Linked DNA regions of Sus scrofa: all the other regions are linked to region 2. Evidence: chromatin contacts called from public HiChIP or PLAC-seq data. All regions are on one chromosome and are shown on one strand. Each heading gives the region's core, a stretch centred on a gene start, on an enhancer-like site or on the middle of the called end of the contact. The rest is flanking DNA. Distances are from core to core; before and after follow the strand shown. Region 1 holds the start of KAT2B (histone acetyltransferase KAT2B). Region 2 overlaps EFHB (EF-hand domain-containing family member B). Region 3 overlaps KAT2B (histone acetyltransferase KAT2B).

Region 1 (2,985 bases), core at 163-2,662, 130 kb before region 2:
AGCTAGGCTGTGGAGATCTGGAATCTGGGAACTGGACCCCGTTTTGCAGCAGGCGGGAGGAATACAGGGGAGGTGTGTGTGTGTGTGTGTGTGTGTGTGTGTCTCTTCCCCGCCTCGGCCACAGGCCGCAGGAGCTGACAAGGCCAAGTCCCCGCCCCCCTCAGCTGTCACCCTGTCAAAACAAAGCCGCTGCTGACAGCGCAGGGCCAGCCTGCCCCGCGGCCTCGGCCAATGTCGCCACTCCAGAAGCTCGGCGCCCACATCTGGATCCGCAGCTCAGGGGTGACTGGGTGCCCAGAGCTGGCATGGAAACGGGATGGCGAGAAACGCGCGTTCTCAAACTGAGCAGTAGCGCCCGCCGCGCTGGGCTGTCACCTTGCCAAATCCTGTTTACACCCCGAGAGGCTGGCGATTCAACTAAACAAGTAATAATACAATAATGACGGGGCTGTCACCGCGCACCTTAACGCCTCTGCCGTCCGCGGAGGGCGCCCGCAGCTCTAAGACCCTGCCTCGGGCTGCACCCAACTTCCCACCCTGCGCGTTCCGCCCCTTAGAGCTCCCAAAGCGCTGGGAGTCAGGGATCCCACTCCAGCCACACTCCTTCCACCCAGCTCCGCCCCACGGAGCACAGGGAAAGGAGGGCGGAGAGGGGACGCTCAGATCCCCAAAGATGTTTTTTTGGCCCTAGGGCGCTCGCCGCACAGTGAGCCCAGCTCCACTCCCAGGAAGGCGCCTCCGGCGAGCTCCTACAGAGCAACAAAGCCCCAGGGCAGCCCAGGAGCGCGAACGCAGCGGCAACTCTTTCCAAAGGGAAGGAAGGAAAGGCTCTCCGTCGCGGAGATCAATTCTCCCTCCCGACAGGACTCTGGTCCGAGAAGCTGCTAATTGGGCGCGGGCACAGCAGCACTTCCGCGGTGCAGCGGCCCCAGGCGGGAGGCGGGAGGTGGGGGCGGGAAGGGGAGGGGGTGGGGTCCTGCGGGCCTGGCCGCTGCTCCTCGGGCGGGCCCCGAGCGGAGCGCGTACCTTGCAGGCGGAGTACACTCCGAGTTTCTCCAGTTTCTTGGCCCGCGGAGCGGAGCGCAGTTGCGCCTTCTTCACCGCGATCCGGGCCGAGCCGCCGCCTCCCGGTCCCTCGGCTGTGCCCGCCGCCGCCACCGCCGTCGCCGGTCCGCAGGCACCCGAGCCCCCGGCGGCGGCGGCGCAAGGGGAGCCTGCGGGGGCGCAGGCGGCGGCGCGGGGGGCGGCGGGGGTAGCGCCCCGAGCCCAGCCCCCGCCCCGGCCCCCGCCCCGCCGCCGCCCGGCCCGGCCCCGCCAGCCTCGGACATGCCGCCCCGGAGCACGGCAGGAGGCGCCGAGTGTCAGGCGCCGCCGCCGCCAGGGTCTCTCTCTCGGGCTCTGGTCGCCGGGAGCGCGAGACCCTCCCCCCGCGCCCTCCCGCCCCTGCGCCCACCCCCCTCCCCGCCCCCGCCCTCCCCGCGCACCGCCCGCCCGGCTCGCTCCGGCCGCGGCCCGCGCGCTGACGGTGGTGGTGGCGGCGGCAGCTGCTCCCCCCGGAGGGAGGGGACTAGCGGCTCCACGGCCGCCGCCGCCGCCACTGCGCCCGCCCTCCCCTGGCTCTTCTCCCCGGGGCCCCGCTCCGCGCGCGGGCCGCGGACATGTTCCCGGGGTGCCTGCGGCGGGTGCTGGCTCCGGAGGAAGGTCGGGCCAGGCACTCCCCCCACCCCGGTAGCTTCCCGCTGCCTGCGGGGCGTGCACCCCCCACCCGGCGCCTGGCACCAGGCGCTCGCCCGCCAGGGGGCGAGGCCAAGCCGGAGGTGGGGGGGACGAGAAGGAGGGTAGGGGCCGGCGCCCAGGCACCTGCTGGCCGCCTCCATCTCAGCAGTCCCCCTTACCCAGCCGACCCCGCCTAGGATGGGGTCGCCGGGGGCGGCAGGGGGGGGAGAGACTCCCATCATCTGTCCCTCCCCACTATTCCACCCTTTCGCAGAACGAAGACAACTTCCTCCACCCTAGCGGGAGCCAGAGGGAAAAAAAAAATATTTTTGAAAAGTACCCGTCCGTGCTAATCCTTTTCTTTGTTGGTAATTCAACCAAAATAAAAGCGTGATGTTTTCCATTTCTCTTTTTAGATACTTTTCTGCCCAACTTCTTTCCTTTAAGAACAGTTTCTTCCTATAAGCAATTTCTAGATCCCACCAGCCAGAGAAAGGAAAAGACTGTTAATCGATATTTTCTGTAATTTTTGTTTGAAAGTGCTGGTTGTTAAAAAGAATGCTAGTCCAAAAAGCACTATTAGAATGAAAGCTACTCGCAGTGGGAAAAGTTCGTTAACAGGACTCATCTCCGCAGGGTGGGACTATAACCTTGTTACTTTTTTTTCTATAATGTTGCATAGTTTTCAGAATTGATATCACCAGCATGCATATTAACCATGAAAAAAAACTTCAGCAGCGTCCAAAAGAATGTGTTGGTTTTGGCTTCAAACTTAAAAACAAAAACAAAACAAAAAACTGAAAAACTCAACTCAGCATTTTCAACTTTGTTGAAACTGTTGAAAGCTACCGTTTTCATTGTTGATGACAATGAGGGTGGTGTTTAGTAATTCAGAGAACACGTTTCAGTTTTTCATTTGAAAGCTGTGCACCTTTGGTCTGCCTCTCTAGAGCAGTTTTTGAAAACACAGGGCTATATCTCAGGACCTGTCACAAATGCCCTGCTTTTGTAATATGAGTCATAATTTTTATGTAATATGGGTCATAATGTGTGTGGGTTTTCGTGTTTGTTTTGGTTTTTTTTTTTTTTTTTTTTTTTTTTTGGTCTTTTTGTCTTTTTAGGGCTGAACCCACAGCATATGGAGGTTCCTAGGCTAGGGCTTGAATCAGAGCTGTAGCTGTCAACCTGCACCACAGCCATAGCCACAGCCACAGCCACAGCCACTCGGGATCCAAGATGTGTCTGAGACCTACACCACTGTTCACAGGC
Region 2 (2,786 bases), core at 231-2,730:
TTACATGTAATTTAAAAATTATTCTTTAGGAGTTCCTCTGTGGCTTAGTGGGTTAAAGATCTGGTATTGTCACTGCTGCAGCTCAGCTTGTTACTGTGGTGTGGGTTCGATCCCTGGTCTGGGAACTTTCACATGCAGTGAGTGGGGCCAAAAACAAGTATACTTTAAATTTTACTCAAATCCAAGTATCTACAAAGATGGTATTGGGGAAATTTACATAGTAGGGGTGTGAATAAGAAAACCTAGCAGAATGCATAATGCTCTGCTTCCTAAAAATTTTTCATTTTAAATGTAATTATAGGCAAGACGATCATCTTAATAGCTGTTGATTATCTTAGTGAACCACCAGGCGCATTCCTTATGATAAAATTAAATTACTAAGAGAAAATTACTGAGAATTATTTAATGCTGATATACCTTTTAAATAGTTAACTTTTAATATTCACAATGTAGTGCTTGGTGTCCTTGAGGAGCTTTTTTTTCTCAGAGGGTAATAAAATATGGGTCTTCTTAGTACAGCTGTAGGATGGTTTTTGATGATTTGAATCTTATACCGTTGAATGCCCAGATTTAATTTAATTGAAAAGAAAAATAAAACAGAACAAATAAACTGATTTCCTAAATGAAATCTTCTTGGCTTAGAAGATTAATTATGTTATTTGTGAACACTCGCAGTGCATCAAACATTACTCAAGATAAGGTGTAGACTTTCCACTCAGGGAACTTAAAATCTAGAGGGGGGAAGAAAAAGGCAACTTATCATGTTAAAGAGTGGTCACGGCAGAGTCTCGAATTTTCAGAACAAGTATATATAATTCCAACTCCTCCCATTCTAATTATTACGCAGGATGGGACAATTACTTTTGGGGAACAGTGGCATCCAGTGACAAAACTGGTTTACTAAGACTTGTGAGCCAGGAGCTGGTGAGGAAGGTAGATTTTTTTTTCCTCAATGAATTTTATTACATTTATAGTTGTAATTGTGATCATTACAACCCAATTTTGTAGCATTTCCATCTCAAACCTCAGGCCCCTCCCCCCACCCCCAACCTGTCTCCTTTGGAAACTATAAGTTTTTCAAAGTCTGTGAGTCAGTGTTTATTATGCAAAGAAGTTCATCGTGTCCTTTTTCTAGATTCCACATGTAAGTGATAGCATATGATGTTGGCTAACTTCACTTAGCATGATAATTTCTAGGTCCAGGTAGACGGGTTTTTCTTGTTTTTTGTTTTTTGTTTTCCAGGTAGATGGTTTTTGAGAAGGCTATTCCAAAGCTTGGTAATAGCAGATGACTGTGGATGGTTGGGAACAGGAAAAGTTCATTGAATGCCTTGGCTAACAGCTCACTGTTGAGTAACCTTTGTGCTATAAGGCACACCACTGTCAGACTGAAAATGGTCCAGACAGCACAGCACTTGACTCAGATTAATTTCATGGGCCATACTCTCGTGATGGAGCTGACTGATTGGTGTGTAATAGCAATTCCATAAATGGAAAATATGTCAACAGTGGGATGAGCCACTCTGAGAGGGGACAGTGTAGTCAGGATGTCAGGAGCATGGGACCATGCCCTGTGTGTGATGTGTCCTCCCTGGCCATGAGCCAGATGGGTCAGCTTGTAGCAGGAGTCACAAGTTTGGCACGTGGTGGTAGCCTCTCCCGCAGAAACACAAACTGCTTTACTTTGTGCCCAGTCTAAAGGTGGGTGTATATCTGGAACAGTGATGGATCCAGGCAGTGATGGTGGCAATCTGCGCGGGTCTGGCTCAATCTGAAGCTTGATTTCAGTCATTCTCAATGAAGAATGGACTCTTTCCTGGGCATCTATGTGAATTACCTGAATCATCCACTCAGCAGCTGTGATTTGCTTCCATAGTTTTCAGACTCAAAAGGTGCTGTCTTTAATCTTCCAGTCTGCAGTTTTCCAAGTGGCAACCAAACAGGCAGGCTATTGGCAATAGTCCAAGAATCAGTAAAACTATAACAGATTTATCCAGAGGAGTTCTGGCCAGAGACATGAGAATAACCTTGAAATCTGCCCCCTGAATAGAGTGACTCTGCCCTTTGTTGGTCCTTCACAGTTCTCACTGGGGTTGAAAGGCACAGCAGACCAGTGAAGACCATTAGGTTTCAGATTAGTGAACCAGGCCCAGAGACTCTATCTAAGTGGTAAAATCATTACTGATAGAGACTTGCAGCTCAAAGGGGTCATTAGGGCTGTGGGGCCCCAAGGGGACTAGCATTCTCTACATGTGGCTTCTCTTGGTCACAAATGTCTATAAACATTTACAATACAGGCATGGAAAGTATCCATACCAACTGTACATCCAGTGTGAAAGCCACACAAATTATATATATATATATATAATATATTAATAATGTAATATTAATATATAAATTATATGTAAATTATATATAATTATATATTATTATATGTAATTTTAAAGTAAATATATCTATTAAAAAATATATATAAAATATATTTTAGGGCCACTCCTATGGCATATGGAAATTCTCAGACTAGGTGTCAAATTGGAGCTACAGCTGCAGGCCTATGCCACAGCCACAGCAACGCCAGATCTGAGCTACATCTGTGACCTACACCATAGCTCGCGGCAAATGCCAGACCCTTAACCCACTGATCGAGGCCAGGGATGGAACCCGCATCCTCATGGATACTAGTCAGGTTTGTTTCTGCTGAGCCACAGTGGGAACTCTCAATATATTGTAAACTTTCCTTCTCCACTTTGAACAGGCCCCACCAGCGGAATCCTGACATCTCTTCT
Region 3 (2,822 bases), core at 40-2,539, 200 kb before region 2:
CTTTACAACATGAATAGGAGTTCCCTGGTGGCTTAATGGGTTAAGGATCTGACATGGTCACTGCTATGCCTCTGTCATTGTTATGGCATGGGTTCAATTCCTGGCCTGGGAACTTCTGCATGCTGCAGGCATGGCAAAAAAAAAAAAAAAAAAAAAAAAAAAGGTATATTTTTCCTTAATTCAGGACAGAGAACAAAAGCAACTTAAGGAGTTCTACTGCTCGGTCTGCATTTAATTTTTTATCAGGGGATAAAAAAATTCTCCTTGTGGCGCATGGAAACCAATCCAACTAGTACCCATGAGGATTCGGGTTCAATCCCTGGCCTTGCTCAGTGGGTCGGGGATTTGGTGTTGCCATGAGCTGTGGGGTAGGTTGAAGACGAGGCTCGGATCCCGCGTTGCTCTGGTTGTGGTGTAGGCTGGCAGCTGTAGCTCCTATTCAACCTATGAACTTCCATATGCCGCAGGTGCAGCCCTAAAAAGCAAAAAAAAAAAAAAATTTTTTTGGATAAATCCTAGGGATCAGCTTTATCAGAAACCTAATTATTTTCTAAGTCCAGTCTTTTCCATGGAGAATTCTGTCTCTCCCCATCATCAGGCTGTTGTGAGCTCCACAAGTCTCAGCCCCTCTGTTCCGATGGCTATGACAGCCAGAAATTACATACTGAACCAGCCATCCAGGTCCTGAGGTTCGCTTACACATCAAGATAAGGCCCCGTGGTGCCTGCAGCTGTAACAGGACCCATTTTTGAAAAGATGGTATCAGCAAGGCCCCGTGGTGCTGCGGCCTGTGGTTTTTTTCAATTCCCAAGTGGTCATGACAGCGAAGCTTGACTCGGAAACAAGTCTTGCTTCTCAGAATGTTCCCAGCTTGTTTCTCTCTGCTTCCCTTTCTTCATCAACAGGGCATGATGCTGGGGGAAGTGGGGGAGTGATGTGTGAAACTTCATTTCCTTTTTTTCATCCACTGAGGCTCCTAGTCTCCGTCCCGCCTAGAAATCAGCAGCTTGCAGCGTTCGGCAGGACAGACTCATTTCAGCCTCTCTGCGGCTTCCCTTCACCACATAGGACCCCACTCTTCCACAGGCTGGGGAGGCGGGGTGAGCAAGACGCTGCTGTCTTCTCTGCCCTGTTATCTTATGACACTCTCATTCCGTGTACATGCTCTAGTTTAAGAGGCGCACGTTGGCAGTGACTGAATTTTGGAGTACATGTGTGGGAGGAAAAGCATGACTAGCATCTTCCCAGCACCCATGCGGTGTGCCAGACACCACGCACAGACCAGCTCCAGGAACACATAACACCCATGGGACTGAGCAGAGAAAGAAACAGAAGGTCAAGGAGGTGAAGTGACTGGTCTAAGGCACACAGAACTGGGGAGCAATGGAGCCATAGTTCAAACCCATCACTCATTCCAGAACTCGACTTCTATTTTTCTGACTCCTTAAGTATCTATAAGTGCCACCCATTTCTTGCTAATTCCCAAATGCTACCTAGTGTTTTTATTCTGTTTCCAAAATACAGCATTAACTCCCATGCTGCTTCACATTTAATTCTTTTTTTTTTTTTTTTTTTTTAATAGCCGTACCCATGGCATAGGGAAGTTCCCTACACCACAGCTGCAGCAACACTGGATCCTTTAACCTACTGGGCAGGGGATCGAACACATTGTCTCCACAGTGACCAGAGCTGCTGCACCAGTGGGATTCTTAACCCACTGCACCACAACAGGAACTTCGAATTCCCCTTGATGAAACAATTCTCCTCTTTGAAGAATGGCAAATACTTTCATGGGGTTAACTTTGACAAATACTGAGCTCTGTCAATCACTCACAGATCGAGTTAAAATATATTTTTGACAGTGCTATTAATTTATTATAAACAAGAGTAACAATAATATAGAGACTCCTATTAATGCAAAACTCTGAAATGAAGGTGTAAAAATGAAGATTTAATTTAAAAAAAGAAATCTGTAATTCCTGTAAAAGTCAATTTATTAAGAGAAAATACTTTACAGTTCAAATTGTATATACTGTAAAAGGAGGGAGGAGAGGAGAAAGGGGGTTTTACTCATGAAATCAGGTCAGTTAACAGAGGAGAGAGCTGATCTTAAAGTGCACCCATTCCTACATGTCATCTGCTGTTACAGAAAATAACCTGGGTATAAGCAGTCTTTATAGGCTGTCAAAAAAACACTGCCTATTTTAAATCAGGAGAAAGAAAAAAGAAAACCACAGACACAAGTTTAATGTGCCTATAAAATATAAAAGGAAAAGTTATAAAAAAAAATGGTGACTAGAATGGACAATCCAAGTCATTCTCTTACTTAAAAATAAATGCAGGTCATTCTATTTTATATGGCCTACGTTTATGACTCTTAAACACAATTCTATTATTCTGCAATTCATAGGTAATAAAAATAAATTCCCACTTTAGGAAATAGAATGTGTAATCCAAAAATAGTTGCAGAGTCGAATGTCCACAAAGAGGGAAATGATTAGGTAAATCACAGTAACTCAACTCAGCAGACTCTCATATAACCGGTAAAATGTTCAAATGGAGGACAAAAAGGATGCAAATTCTACTTTTTCTTTCATTCTGACTACTGTAAAACATCTATTTAAAGGACAAAGACTGTAAGACAATATATAAAATGATATAAGTTCCACCATGGTACTGGGACTATGGTGACCCTTCTTTAAAAAAAAAAAAAAAAAAAGTTTAGGAGTTCCCATTGTGGCTCAGTGTAATGAGGATGCACGTTCAATCCCTGGCTTCACTTAATGGGTTAAAGATCCCATGTTGTTGCAAGCTGAGGATGC

The links. HiChIP or PLAC-seq counts read pairs in DNA pulled down with a chosen protein or histone mark.
Region 1: an H3K27ac HiChIP or PLAC-seq map of alveolar macrophages shows a contact between it and region 2. The contact joins the promoter of KAT2B here to the enhancer-like site in region 2. A contact is called at or near these places in 1 of 5 promoter capture datasets (liver), 7 of 47 Hi-C or Micro-C datasets (alveolar macrophages, embryonic fibroblasts, epiblast stem cells and 3 more) and 2 of 2 datasets of contacts at active chromatin or transcription factors (alveolar macrophages and skeletal muscle).
Region 3: an H3K27ac HiChIP or PLAC-seq map of alveolar macrophages shows a contact between it and region 2. The contact joins two enhancer-like sites. A contact is called at or near these places in 1 of 5 promoter capture datasets (liver), 6 of 47 Hi-C or Micro-C datasets (alveolar macrophages, epiblast stem cells, fetal liver and 3 more) and 1 of 2 datasets of contacts at active chromatin or transcription factors (alveolar macrophages).

The regions. Positions count from the first base shown.
Region 1 is chr13:6,983,578-6,986,562 of Sscrofa11.1, reverse strand. It overlaps KAT2B (histone acetyltransferase KAT2B), which reads right to left and starts at 1,412. Exons shown (of 19, transcript XM_021071366.1): 1 at 1,220-1,412; 2 at 1,027-1,217. The coding sequence starts at 1,328.
Region 2 is chr13:6,849,170-6,851,955 of Sscrofa11.1, reverse strand. The region is part of intron 9 of EFHB (EF-hand domain-containing family member B); the gene reads left to right. Among named protein-coding and RNA genes, the nearest start is that of EFHB, 48 kb to the left of the region's middle. Within about 2 kb of position 1,480, at least 7 of the 83 cell types and tissues checked have an H3K27ac peak or open chromatin away from gene starts, as enhancers often do. A contact at or near this core is called in alveolar macrophages, embryonic fibroblasts and fetal liver, where this site is marked.
Region 3 is chr13:7,045,723-7,048,544 of Sscrofa11.1, reverse strand. The region is part of intron 6 of KAT2B (histone acetyltransferase KAT2B); the gene reads right to left. Among named protein-coding and RNA genes, the nearest start is that of KAT2B, 62 kb to the right of the region's middle. Within about 2 kb of position 1,289, at least 14 of the 83 cell types and tissues checked have an H3K27ac peak or open chromatin away from gene starts, as enhancers often do. A contact at or near this core is called in alveolar macrophages and fetal liver, where this site is marked.